Regions from separate parts of the Triticum aestivum genome. Here region 1 is linked to region 2. Evidence: chromatin contacts called from public Hi-C data. All regions are on one chromosome and are shown on one strand. Each heading gives the region's core, a stretch centred on a gene start, on an enhancer-like site or on the middle of the called end of the contact. The rest is flanking DNA. Distances are from core to core; before and after follow the strand shown. Region 1 holds the start of LOC123113619 (glucan endo-1,3-beta-glucosidase 8). Region 2 holds the start of LOC123113617 (BTB/POZ and MATH domain-containing protein 5).

Region 1 (7,156 bases), core at 1,422-3,921, 280 kb before region 2:
AACCAAGTCCTGCTCACTTTGTATATACTCCATGGCCATGCTGCGAGATCTGGGACTCTGAATCAACTGTATATATTCTTGTATCAGCAAGTACAACACATCAAGATTTTTTTTTAATGTTTTGTGAAATATCACTGGGTCATTGGATCTGGGATTCTGAATGAACTGTACACCATAGTCATCAAGCACATCAAGTGTTTGAACATCATGTGAAATGCCATCTGAACATATATCCTCCGGTATATATGCCTCCAGTACAAAGACTCGTACCGGATTACTGCTAGTAACTACTGCTGATCCAAAAAATATATGCTATGAGGCAACAAATGATCAACTGATGAAAAACAAGTCTGTTTGATTCTCTAATGCGACATCAAGAGCTGGACCAGAGCCAGCAGCACGAGCAGAGCGGCGGCGCCGAGCGGCCCGGCGCGCGCTCGCCGGTGGCCACCCGACGTCGAGGAGGCGGCGGCGATCTGTATGGGGAAGCTGCAGGCGGCGGTGGAGGGGTCGGTCTGCGTGGGGACGGCGAGCGCCTGGAAGTCGCACGCCTCGTCCTTTTGGTTCTGCACCTGGAAGTACATGTTGAAGGCGTAGGAGGCGTTGCCGTTCACGTCCATGCCGTAGCAGCTGGAGCCCATGCCGAGCGCCGTGCAGTCGGCGAAGGTGCAGGCGTAGTTCACGTTCTCCACCAGCTTGCTCTTGTCCTCGGCGTTGGGGTTGTACACGCACCACGTCTTGGGCAGGTACTGCACGCCCTTGGCCGGCACCAGCATGGTGTTCTGCCCGTTCCCGGTGAGGTCCATGGGGAACTTGGGCTGGCCGTCGAAGCGGAGCACGCCCCAGTGCCGCTCGAACGCGCCCGGCGCCACGCTCTTGACGTCCTCGTCCAGGAGCCCGAAGAGGTAGACCTCCATGTACTGTTTGGGCCGGAGCGGCGTGCCGGTGTTGGCCGCCAGCCGCGGCAGCAGGCCGTCGTAGAAGCGCTTGGCGAGGGCGTTGGTGGCGTGCTTGTCGCCGTCGGTCGGCCAGCCGACCTCGCCGATGACGATGGGCAAGTCGCCGTGGCCGACGGCGGCGAGCGCCGACACCAGCGTGTCGAAGTTGGCGTCGAACACGTTGGTGTAAGTGTTGACGCCGTCGACCAGCGGCTTGGCGAGGCCGTCGAAGAAGGCGAAGTCGACGGGGAAGTCCTCGCTGAGGTAGAGGCTGAGGTAGGGGTAGATGTTGACGGTGAAGGGGGCGCTGTTGTTGGCCAGGAACTGCACCATCTGCGTCATGAGCGGGGCGACGTCCGTCCGGAAGCGGCCCGCCGACGGCACCTGGTTGTTGGCGGGCGAGTTGTAGACGTCGGCGTTGAGCGGCACGGTGGCCTTGATCTCGCTGAATCCGGCGTCGTTGAGCGCGTTCTGGATGTTCTGCAGCGCCGGGAAGGTGACCTTGTCGAAGGTGCCGTTGTAGGAGGCCAAAAAGGGCTCATTGCCGACGGCCACGTACCTGCGAACAGAACAGAACATCACATCATCAGTAAGTAGTCCATGAACTAGAGCGGCGGCGGCGCATGACTTCCATGAACTGGAGCATGCAAGAGGAAGAGGGGCTCAAAAGGCTCACTTGATGTTGACGCCGCCGTCGAAGTGGTAGCGGGAGACGTTGTGGCGCACCCAGTCCCTGGCGTTGTCCTTGTCGTTCATGAGGTCGAGCAGGTTGTTGGGGATGGCGACCATGACCTCGATGTCGGAGCCGGCGAGCGCGTTGAGGGTGCCCTGGTCGGCGTCGAAGAGCTTGACCTTCTTGATGCCGTTGTCCTTGAGCATCTGCACGACGATCCTGGGCGAGAGCGGGTGCGTGGCCTGCGTGCCCCAGTTCATCCCCAGCGCGTCCGCCGCCGGGAGGACGCCCGCCACCGCCGCCAGCAGCGCGCAGAGCCACGCTCCAAGATTCACCGCCGCCATTGAACAGGCCTCTCTGCTCTCCGGCGAACGGACGAAAGAAGGGAGAAGATCTCTCGATGCGACGGTTTGGGAATCCAGGAACAGGGGAAGCCTCAAGATTTGCCGATCCGAACGGAGGCGGGAATCGAATCGAATCGAGATTCAGTCGAACAGGGAACAATGTCGGCCCGGGCGGCGAAGGAAGTGCGGGAGTATAAATCGGGGGACGGACTGCGAGAGCTGCAAGAAACGGCAATGGCGGATTGCGCACGGAAACCAGACGCGGTTTCTTCTGAGACTGGGCTTTCCTATCTGATCCTGATCCTGGTGACACCAACAGACGGGGGAGAAAGGGATAGGGGCAGGGGCGAGACTCACATGTGAATGCTGGAAATTCCTTCCCGGAGCGAAAAAGGCAAGAAACGAAACAGAGGGGGGTATGGAAAGCGTCGAGGCTTTTGAGTCGAGTTGAATCCGGCGAAGAAAGAGAGAGTGGAGGCAATGGCGACGCCGGCCGGGGACCGAGGTTGAGAGGGAAGGAGGGGTCAGAAAGGGGGCAGCATTTAACTCGGAGATCGGCCGGCTACGCGTTGCTTCGTTGGTGTGTTTGGGTCTGGGACAAGGAACCGAGAAAGGAAGAATTTATGAGGGGTTGATGGTGAGCAGAGGAGGAACGGAACGGATGAGTGATCGTGGGGTGGGGTGTGGACTGGTCAGTGGTGGATGGACGGACGGACGGCGAGCGTATGGCGAAGCGGAAGCAGAGAAGAGCAGTGGGGTGGGGGGAGTGGTGGTGGTGGAGAGGGGCGTATGGGTCATTGCGCGGCGGCTGGATCGGTGGGGGGCGACGTGGCGCGCGGCACGCGCCCGGGTTGACCAGCGGTGGGGCCCACGTCGGTGCGGGCGCGCTTCGGCTTCTGTCCGTTTTAGCGACGCTGGAGAAAGAAAGTTTTTTTTCTTGGAAAAGAAAAGGCTTTGCGTGCGAAGAAGAAGCGGGATTTTTTTTCCCTTTTTCGCGCACACGCTACTCGTCTTGCTGGTACTGCACTGCAGGACGAACCAAAGTTTTTCCCTCTCCACGAAATCTCATCTACTGCTAGTTTTCTAAGCTTTTTCTGGAGCAGTAGCACTGGTTTTCGTTTTCGTTTTGGTTTCTCCAGGCAAGTATGAACCGAGGAGGGACAGGGGTCGCGTGGAACGGCCCAGATGGCCGGCGTCCTGCCGGGCTGGGTTTATTCGTCCGTTGCCTGCGCCGGGCGCGGCTCCCCAAAACGCCCCTGCATGCCTGGCGATTCAAATGTCTGGACCACGCGCCCGCACTCGCACTCGCACTCGCGGACAGAAACAGCCGCGTCTGAGCAAGAGAGAGCGTGTTGCACATGTCGGCACGCGCCGCCGCGTCGTCTTGCTACGCTGTGTCACGCTCCCCCGCCGACGACGATAGGCCGTCCGGTCCCGTCGACAGCCATATCTCACCAACCAACCCGGACCAGGCGCCACTACTGTGCGGCGATGCAGCTAGCGCAGGCCCGCACGTGGCACCAGGCGCCCGATCTCTCCGGTCGAGATTTGCTCGGGGAAGCCACGCAAAGGCTGGCTGGCTGGCGGTCCTGCCGTGTCCAGCTGGTTAATTAACAACTAACTGACGGTACACCAACAGCAGTAGGAGTACTTCTAGCTGGGTGGGTATCGAACCGACGAGTAGTTGATGCCCAGTGAGGTACACCAGCTTGGCAGCTTCAAACACAAGCAAACTGTTCCGTTTCTGTTGACAGTTAGTGGTAGCCATTAGCCAAGCTGGTCAGCCGTGACCACTTCTGCTCTTTGCTACGCGATGGAGGACCTTTCGGAGACCCGAAACGGGGAGATGCTCGTGTAGTCTTGGCCTCATGCTGTGACGGTCGTAGTGTGAGATGAAGCGGGAATTTCTCCTGAATCAAATCAGGCAAAAAGTGATGCGCATAGGATCCTTTTCTGTACAGAGACAAGACGGTGGCAAAAAGCAAAAAAGAATAATTTCAGGTTCCAGCCTCCCCCTGTCCAAGTGCACGCACTGCAGTAGACTCAGAGAAGGGTAAATTATGTGTATTACACAAAAACAATTTGCACCAGCCGGGAATCGAACCCGGGTCTGTACCGTGGCAGGGTACTATTCTACCACTAGACCACTGGTGCCTTGTTGAATGGGTTCTCCATTTCTGGTAATTATTTATGTCGCCAGAAATACTCAAGAGCATCTACGCCCAAAGACTAGATTTAGTGTTCCATGTGTTAGGGCTAACTTGAAATCTGTTAACAGTCTATATAGTGTGCACACAATATTTCCCCCCAAGGAAAAAGATATGACTACAAAAGGCAGCAAGAAGATTCCTCGCTTTTGCAACGTCAACCAAAGTATTGCAATCAAAATAGAAGGAGGCAGATGCCTTCGTTGCCGAGGCAGCCGAGGCAGCGAGAATTAAAGCCATCGCTTCAGCCTGCAAAACCGATCGCACATTTGTTGTCCGCCGCTTGAATGAATATGGTGTACTTGGTGACTAGTTGAGTATGCATATTTGCACTTGGGAGTGATTAGCATTGTTATTTTCATTGGATGTCTCATTTTCCTCCTTCTCTTCCATTAAACATGCATTAAACATTTGCCTTCATAGCATGCATAACCTGCATAGGACTTCATTCTATTTTATTGAAAAGGAGGTCATTTCTTGCTTTCCATATGTTCCATATAGTGAAAACATAATCTAGCTTAAACTTCGATTATTGAAAAGATAGGATCATTTGAATGATATCGGCGGGATATAGATTGAAGTTCATCATATCAGTTTTGTGGCCAATTTTAAACCAAATTGATCTAGAGATATTGCACTGAAAGAAAAGGTGCAAATATGATTCTATTTGACCATATCTACAACCTTTTTTTTATATATGATAAGGATACCTAGAAGCCCTTGGTCCAGTTGTAACAGCTCTCCTAATAACCCTCCACACAAAAGTTTTGAACCTAGATGGCATGCTTTTGTTTTTTCAAACCCGTTTTAGGATAGCAATTTCTTGATCTGAAATAATAACTTGTCTTCCCAAAGCGCTATCTTGAATTTCCTATACACAAAAGTTTTTAAGCACTTTTTGTAGTACTCTACATTAGGAGTGTGAGTCCAACAAGTGGTATCTTCGAAATTGACATTGACACTACAAAAAAAAGACACATCCGTGACATTTTGGACCGAACAAAAAAAAATTCTGTCATACTTATGACACTTCTATGACTATAACTGTGACAAAACCCGGTATCATCATAGATATGATGGGCTCCTACTTATATGACAAAAAATCATGACAAAGAATAGGCTTTTCGTCCTGGGCGGGCCGGAGACGCAGCTGCATGACATTCTTTGGGCCGTCCATGATTGAAAAAATTGTGGTAGAAGCGAGGGAGAGGAAAATATTGGGGAGTTCCCGGTTATGGTGGGTTGTCGGGGGCCGAGCGATGCGCATTTCTCTCGTGCACGTACGCGTGTGTGTGCGAGACGTTGGGCTCTAACTGAACCCGAGCGAGGCGTTGGGCTCTAGTTGAACCCGAGCGATTGCACTAGCTACGTTACTGAACCCGAGTGATTCCTTCGCTACGGCTGCTAACTGAAGTTGATCGAACCTTACTACCTCCTTCCCTTGATGAACAGTGAGTGTTGTTGGGGGGGGTGGATGAACAGTTCCCGGTGGGGATGGATGAACAGGACCCCGTGGTATTGCCTTTGGATGAACAGGACCCCGATCGAGCCGGTTGGGGGTGGATGAACACGACCCCGTGGAGAGCTGGATGAACATGACGACCCCCGTGGAGGGCTGGATGAACATTAGACAGTGGAGGGGTGGATGAACAGTAGCCTGTGGAGGGGTGGTTGAATAGGAGCCACTAGAGAGGGCTGGTTGAACAGTAGCCGGTGGAGTAGCGCGCGGTGAAGGCTGGATGAACAGGAGCCCGTGGATGAACAGTCGTAGGTGGAGGCTGGAGGAGGTCGACGGTGGATGAACAGTAGCCCATGGAGGCTGGAGGAGGTCGACGGTGAAGATGAACAGCATCCCGTGGAGTTCCGTTTTGCGGTACGCCACACCCCTCCCGATGAACAGGACCCCCGTTTCGATCATAGCGCTCCAACACAAGTCCGTTTCCTCCATTTTGCAGTACACGACACCCCTCCCGATCAACAGAACCCCGTTTCGACTGTAGGAGGTCCAACACAAGTCCGTTTCCTCCGTTTTGCGGTACGCCAGACCCCTCCCGATGAAAAGGATCCTGTTTCGAACGTGGCCGGTCGAACACAATGTCGTTTCCTCCGTTCTGCGGCACGCCAGGCCTTGTTCCCATCGGCTGTTCCATCCAAGCCCTCCCGATGAACACGACGACGCATTCCGTTCCGACCCAGCTGGTTGGCTCCTCATGAACACGACGACGACGCAGTTTCTTCGTTCCGACCCAGCCATGTACACGAGCCCTGGCCGTACGTATGCGTGAGTAGGCGTTCGAGACTCCGCCTGTATGTACGTACATGGCCGTATTTACTTTTTTGCACCCTGGCCGCTGTACGTACGTGTACATGCTACGTGCGCGCCTCTACTATGACACATGCGCGCCTCTACTACGACACGTGCACGCCTCTACATCGACTAGTATATACGTACACGTTCACGACCAGAATGAAAACGGTACGTATGCTTCGATCAGGTGGGTCTCGACTGTCAGGCAATTTCTTGCGTGCGAAGATGTAGCTGGTGGGTCCCAACAGTCAGGGGGGGCGAATCGTTTTTTTGCCCGGACGCACTTCCTTGCGTGCGAAGATGTAGCTGGTGGGTCCCAGCAGTCAAGGGGGACGTTTTTTTCGCGAAATATGGTGGCCCGTCCGGTGGGTCCCCGCTGTCAGGTGGAAGAATAATTATTTTGCGCGTAATAAGGAGACACTTCCTTGTGGCCGCCGTGGACCCAGCTGTCAGCCTCTCCATGTATAGTACTCTTCTGATGGAAGCCGTTCCTTGACCATGTTGACAATGCCGCGCGGAGAGCACTAGGGCGGTGGACGACGGTGAGGCCTAGGAAGGGGACGGTGCGGAGCCGGGGAAGACGCGGCAGTGGAAGCCCGCGCGGAGAGGAGTATGAGGGTTCACTGGTTCGGCTACCATGTGAGGCTGCCGTCACTGCAGGGCCTGGCCAGCGGTGGGAATAGTAG
Region 2 (7,098 bases), core at 851-3,350:
CCCAGCTAAAGTATCAAAGATGGGACAATCTGAGCTTGATGCAGACAATTCGTCATCACCGACAAGATTGTCCCTGTACATGAAGTGAAGCACAGCCTACAACATAGAGTATTTACATATGATAAGATATCAATCAAGTTTGTTAAACTGTGAAATCCAAAGAATAAGATCAGCATAGAAGAAACATACCTGAAAGACTTTTGGCTCCATGTCGTCGATGACAATCTCTTTGATTTCGTTACTGGTGTCGACTTCACTGTTTTCTTCATCTGATTCAGGATCAAGAAATTCAGATCTAAAAAAAGAAGATCGCGCAGCCAACACTAACTTATGAGCATGAAACCTCTCTCCTGCTACACTAAAAATAACATCTGCACCCTCTTGAGATTCCAAAAGCGTCCCAAAATGGTAGCCTATGTCAGAATCCGGAACCTCTAGAGAATGCGGTCTAGAGTACTCCATGGTTGATGTTACAACACCCACAGTGCAATTTATCTTCAAGCAATCGTCTTTAAGAAAATCCGATGTCTCAAGGGCAGTGCGTCGAAAAAACCTTTTATAACCCCTGAAAACAGAAATCAAGATGAAAAACTAATATCAGAAAAAAACATTTACATTTTTACTGCTTACAACCCTTCACATTTAAAAAAATTAAATCAATAACATGACAAGCCGAGTTCACACAAACTATTATAATCAATTTAACAAGTGTGCAAAAAGTTGCGGATCTCACACTCTTTTGTACCAAAGTAGGCCATATCTATATATATACTTTCAAGTTCTCTAGCCGCTCCCAGCTTAACCTAAAGTTAATAGAAATTTTCTGATTTATCTCATTCATTGGATCTAACACCTAAAATGACACTGCAGATCTACAAGTATGGTGATCAATTAAAATAATTGTATGAAATGTTCAAACAGAGACTAATGAAGTATGTAAAGCAAATATATTAATCAGTTAAATACCTCCGCTGAAGGATGTGTTGAGAATGAGAATATCATGACAAGACGATACCCAAACAAAACAGCCCTCCCAGATAATGTGTTTGACAAGGAATTTAGGGTGGTACTAGATAATTAAACATGGTTGATTTGGGGTTGCAGTCCAATGGGTTGGACAAGTAGTTAACACTAATTCGTACACCAAATCCTAATCGTTGCACTCCCAACAAGAAACAGGCCCACAGCAGAACGAAAATAACTTCTAACCATAGCCAATTCGTCGATTAGTTATTGGCGCAGTGTCAGATTCACCACCTGGTTACCTACACAATAAGGCCAGAACCATGCCAATAAACCTACTAATATGTTAGGCGTAGCTACTGACCACAACTAGCAGCTGCTTCAAAATGATACCCAAATCGCAAGGCAATGGAAGCAGAAGAGCTCGTATGAGAGGTGATCCCCGAGAGAAGAGATTGCGGTGGGAGTCTGGATGAGCATACCACATGGATCCGCGGTACTTGAGGGTGTAGGGCCCGGCGTCGAGGGCGCGGTCGAAGTGGGAGTGCACCTTGTGCTTGCCCCGGCCGCTCTGGTCCTGGAGGGTGAGCTCGAAGAGGGCGCGGACGTCGGTGCCCTCGGAGGCGAGCGCGATGAAGACGGAGACGTAGGCGGAGTTGTCCTCGGGGTTCTTCCCGTCCGGGTAGAAGTAGATCGCCCACTGGTACCCCCCCACGGCGAAGGTCTCGCTGGCGATGTGCTTGCCCACGCCCATGCCCTTGGCGAGGGAGTAGCCCTGGATGACGAACCGGTGCGAGCCGTTGACCGTCTCCGTCACGGAGCGCGAGCTCGTCGGCGAGGCCGCCGCGGCGTCCCGCGCGGGCGCCGTCGCCCCCGCCCCGCGCTCGATCACCACCGCCCCGCCCCCGCCCTCGTGCTGCGGGGACGCGTCGCCGCCGCCCCCGGCGTCGTCGTCGTCCATGCGGGAGGGCGCGGGGCTAGGGTTGGCGGGCGGAGGAGGCAGGGATTGGGGATTGATTTCGTGGGTTGGCGCTAAGCTGCTACAGCACGCGGACGCGGGGGAAACGAGGGAGGAGGGAGGAGGGAGGAGGGTGCGGTGGTGGTGGTGGGTGGAGCGAGCGAGAGAGAGGGTGGAACGGAGGGAGGGAGCCAGCCGCCGGGAAGGTAACAAATTAACCAACTGTTTCGGCCTGTGAGTGACGCACTCATGCTGTGTCACCTGATTTTTTGTTGGATTGGAGAAGCATCAGTTGATACCACCATTTTTTAAAAACTCAAATGTAAATGTCTCGATAAATTTCCTTCTTTTGTCGAAACATTGCGCTTTCCTCGCCCAGATCTGAGCTCGAATCGAACGGTTTCAAGTAGTAGAACTCTTCACGGTATATTGATTTGGTCGGATGAATTCAGTTGACGTCTCCAAACAGACAAACACATGCTCGTCAATGTGAGAGATAAAAACCAAACAGAAGGGAAGTCAAAAGCATATCAACAGGCACTCTAGGCAGCGCTTCTCATCCAAGATCCAACCGTACATCATAAATAAAGTCGCATGATTTGCCGCTGCAACGCGATACGAGAAGCAATCATTGCGCAACAACAAACAACGCTCCCTGTGCCAACTCACAGCACATTACTGTACTGTACGACCGGAGTACCGGGCAATGATTTCAAACAATGGCTACAGCCTGGACGGGGCAGCGCCTCTGCCCCGGCCGTACGGGGAAATTCAATGGCTGCTGACTGACCCCGTCACTGTGCAAATCTCTGCATACACACGCCCCAGGAGTAAAAACTCGTATTTTTCACCTCCCGACGGTGAATGAACTTACAACAATTTCGCTATCGCTTTGCTAAATTCGGGCGCAAAATTGACCTGCATCATGGCCTAGCTTTCTACCGGTAAAACACTTTTTGTGTCTCAGAACGAGCTGACAAGTCCTACACCTAGGTCCTCCGCGAGCTCATCCCACAGGGGGATGAGGATCAGCACGACGAGGAACACCGACGCTATCAGGGCGCCCCTCCTCCAGGTGCCGACGTCGCTCACGTCGTCCAAGCATGGCTTCTCAGGTGTTCTCTGGGGATACATCACAAGGTAGACAGACATAGGTTAGTGCACAAAATACATGGATCCTCTCATGCCTAGTGTGTCGTCCATCCGTTTTCCTGTTTTTACCTGGCATAGGAGCACGTATAGGCCCCAAGGAAGAGACAGCGGACCCCCAAGCTATAAGGAATTTTTTTTTATGAAGAACGTTAGTTTCCGAACTAGAAAAACTGATATTCCTATGAGGTAGAGTCCAGCATTTTTCTTCAGTATTGATTGTATAAAAATGATTAAGATTGTTAGTGCTCTGATATACAAGTACACATAGAACATTGCACGTTGTTTACTATGAACGGAAATGCATTTTTCTGTTCTTCTTTTCAGAGGTATAAGAAAACAAGCTGTACATCAATAGATTAGAGACTCTGAAGCCAAAGCTGGGAAGGCTAGGTGCAAGATGTTGGTCGGAGAAAGAAAAAAGTCCAAGAGCAAGATGGACTGACGTACCACTCCAAGTCCAAGCAACGAATAAGTCGTCAAGCCAAATCCAAATAAAGCATCCTTGCCGAACGCACCCTGTTGAGCACACCGCAGAACTTCAGACTTGGTAAAGAACCTCAGGATTTTACTGCTAATCAATCATGTTATTTCACAGCTACAAGGTTAAGCACCAAAACGTCCAGAAGTTCTAGGTACTACCTCCATCTCAAAATATAAGACGTTTTTGTAGGCTAAACTACAAAAACATCTTACATTTTGAGATGGAGGTTATTTACTGTAAAGTTAGTGCAGATTGAAATACTGATAAAACAAGCTATGGAAATCTCAATAACTCACGAACAAAAGCGTAAAAGTTGTATTGAGATGTTGAATGTATCACTTGTTACTGTGCAAATGAAGCCCTTTTGATGGATCTGTCTGTCAGTAAAGTTGTAAATGAAAAATCAATGTTAGGTCTGAAAATTTTTCACTGACAGGAGGCGCTTGCACGGGAATTGCCAGTGGTCGAACAGTGTACCAAGTTGTAATTCTTATTTTTCTAAACATTCAAAAAACCCAACCACTCTAAGATTCACAAAAAACCCAACCACTCTAAGATTCACAAAGTAGAGCTTAACACCGTTTCCACTTTTCAGATCACTGACAGCTACAGGCATCTCTAAATAAAATGGATTTTGTTCCTGCATACACTAGTTTCTTGAACTCTTGATCATGATCTTTTGTTAGTAGTTCATGGCTGCATACTACTGTCCACCTCAGCAGTACAAGTCACACAGATTGGACATGTCACAAGTGCAGATATCCACTACCACTAGAGATGGAAGACAATGTTTCACTTTATTAAGTTTAGTCATAGCATCCTAAGTCACGCTTAAACGGCTTAGAAACTCTTATAAGAGAGGTGAGTGAAAAAAAGGGTCCTGAAAACAGTATTAACTGTCAAGGAAGGGAAACAGAGAGCCATTCTCAAAATGAGTAGCTACTGCTACATACTCCTGCCCACAAATATGTTATTTTAACCATGTGTACAAGAATTACACAAATAGCCTAACATGGTCATCATGCTCTTCTCTTACTAGCCTCTAGTTATGCTCTCCAAAGAGGAGCACTGTGAAGGAGATTCATTTATTCATGAGAGTATTGAAACATGGACTTCATTTGTGGACAAAAAGAGATGGCTAAAATGACCTATATTTCTGGATGAAGGGAGTGCATGCATATGGTCCAGTGTGATTATTTGGTTGCATCCATAAAAAAATTATATTAACTTTTACCTGTAAACCTCTTCCACCGTCAAGACATCCAACAGGAAGCATATTGAAGGCAGTAGTTGTTAAACCACACCTGCAGAATTTGCAGGAACAATAAGACAAAGAAAACCTGTTTGGTTACAAGAGGTCCGGCAATTTGTGAATGATACTTCACCAGCCAGCGATCACAAGCGGGTGGATAGAAACCGTAGCAGCATGCAGAGCACTGAAAATCAATTTAAGTTCATTAGAAAATAGAAACATAGAGTTCATATCGGAACTACAAAATGCAGAGTTGAGCAGTTGATAAAACATACGAAGCTAACAACTTCTATCATGGATGATGGGTATACTAGTATATTCAGCAGAAGTTGTATTACCAACCACAGTTTTTAAAGCGGTATAAGGTGAAGCTAGGTGCCTAAGCCCTGCTTTAACTATCAAGCGCTTAAGGGAAGGTGGTAAGGCGAGACGGCGGCCTGGCAACGTAGGAACAGAGCAATCGGCACATGTAATAGAGAGAAAATGGAACGTGCTGAGATGGGCTACTATCCATTGTTCCACACAGAACAGAACATCCTCATGGCATAAAGGCACATTATCAGTGCTGAAGTGACGCTGAAGCAACGCCTACAAAACCATGGTACCAACATGATTTGTAAGCTGTAAAAGTTCTTAATGCTTAACTATCCACACTCATATAAGATCCCATTACACATAATAATTCATCAAATATCTATAAGTCGGGAGTTAAGAAAACCACTGATACTCTACTTGAGATGATCAATCCTCCTAAAACTAGAAAGAGTTTCAGCTAATCCGGTACACGCCTCAAAAACTGCAGCTATGAGCGAGAATCAGGAAAGCAGCACACACTTTCTGAGTGTTCTAAAATGGTATCTATAACAGGATAGCACGACAGACTGAAGGAAAAAGTGCAGCTATCACATCTGGAACTAGGACAGATAAAAACTTAAAAAATAGTCTAACGAAATTAAATACTATTCCCTCTGTAAACAAATATAAGACGTTTTAGATCACTATTAGTGATCACTAATAGTGATCTAAAACGTCTTATATTTGTTTACAGAGGACATAGTTTAAATGGTAGAAAGTAAATGTCCCAAATTCCAGGTATCAGTCACCTGTAACCAAGTATTGCTCTGCTAATAAGTCCAAGCAACAAAGAACCCTGGAACAGATTGCTGGGTACTTGAACTAAATCAGTTGCCCCGGCAGGATTTGAGGAGAGCCACAAGCCTACAGAGAACATCGAAAAAGAAAGTGCAGCTCCAGCCAAAGGACCAGCCATTGATACGTCAAACATTGTCTTTCGATCTGGCAGAATGGATTTGAACTACAGGAGTGGATGATGAAAATAAGAAAACTTCAAAGTAGTGGTTGGACATAAATATGCACAATCGTATCACTTTTGCAACATGGTTCACAAAATTAGGCATGTCAAACAAATAACGGATAGCGGAAAAAAAGGTGTTTCCTTAAGATTTAGGCTCTGGAATGTACCTCCCATGAATGATGACACCCGAAGTAGAAAAAACAATATCGCTACTCAAGCATCTTCCAACAGATTTAATATTATTTACCACCATACACAAGGGAGAGGGGTAAAGAAACTTAAAATGAGGCATATTTTCCCAATGCTATCATGTTTACACGTGGGGAACCAGGTAATGCAGATAAAGCGCAATATATTATCAAGAACTCAAGATTTGACCCAACTCTTCATCATCATGGCATACTAGCAAATTAGTGATCAACTAGTTGATATATAGTAGTGAAATAGCATCACAATACATTCCTGTCTGATGCAATCTATACATATTATAATACTTCTTCTAAACATACTAACCTGAGTAATTGAACCAAAAGTTCCAAGAGTGAAGTTCGGAATGAAGAAAGGAATGCCCAGTTTCACATTCTTTGGGTATGCTGCCAAAAAGTGTCCAACTTCCTGCACCATAATGTAACATGGTAGGTCAGGTCAAAACAATTACAAAAGTGGGGCTTCATGAATAACAAAGCTCAAACCGCTAAATGCATCACTACTTAATTAAAGGATCCACTGATACAATTGTCTGCTAGTTGATGCGAACGTTGAATTGCTAGGAGCAGAGCTATCGATCGAATAGTTTGTTTTAAACTACCAACTATACCGATTACCGAGTCATAAAGGACAGAGCAATTATTCAGATTTGAGTCTTTACACAAACCTGCTCATAGCAATTATATTATGTTAATGCTGGAACGAGTTCAGCAATAACTCTAACAAAGGAAATACAATAAGATGTACTTTGCCGGTTTGCCCCTAGGACC

Evidence for each region. Hi-C and Micro-C count contacts between places; a contact is called where the count stands out from the background.
Region 1: a contact with region 2 is called in a Hi-C map of leaf, with 2.6 times the contacts expected there. The contact joins the promoter of LOC123113619 here to the promoter of LOC123113617 in region 2. A contact is called at or near these places in 2 of 5 Hi-C or Micro-C datasets (both in leaf) and 1 of 1 datasets of contacts at active chromatin or transcription factors (leaf).

What each region holds. Positions count from the first base shown.
Region 1 is chr5B:610,119,661-610,126,816 of IWGSC CS RefSeq v2.1, reverse strand. It overlaps LOC123113619 (glucan endo-1,3-beta-glucosidase 8), which reads right to left and starts at 2,671. Exons shown (of 2, transcript XM_044534919.1): 1 at 1,615-2,671; 2 at 158-1,497. The coding sequence starts at 1,955. The coding sequence ends at 363. TRNAG-GCC (transfer RNA glycine (anticodon GCC)) reads right to left here and starts at 4,109; the gene lies at 4,039-4,109.
Region 2 is chr5B:609,840,548-609,847,645 of IWGSC CS RefSeq v2.1, reverse strand. LOC123113617 (BTB/POZ and MATH domain-containing protein 5) reads right to left here and starts at 2,100. Exons shown (of 4, transcript XM_044534917.1): 1 at 1,446-2,100; 2 at 190-565; 3 at 1-96. The coding sequence starts at 1,924. LOC123113616 (probable zinc metalloprotease EGY1, chloroplastic) reads right to left here. Exons shown (of 9, transcript XM_044534915.1): 4 at 6,635-6,736; 5 at 5,910-6,121; 6 at 4,940-4,990; 7 at 4,789-4,858; 8 at 3,521-3,589; 9 at 2,553-3,043. The coding sequence ends at 2,885.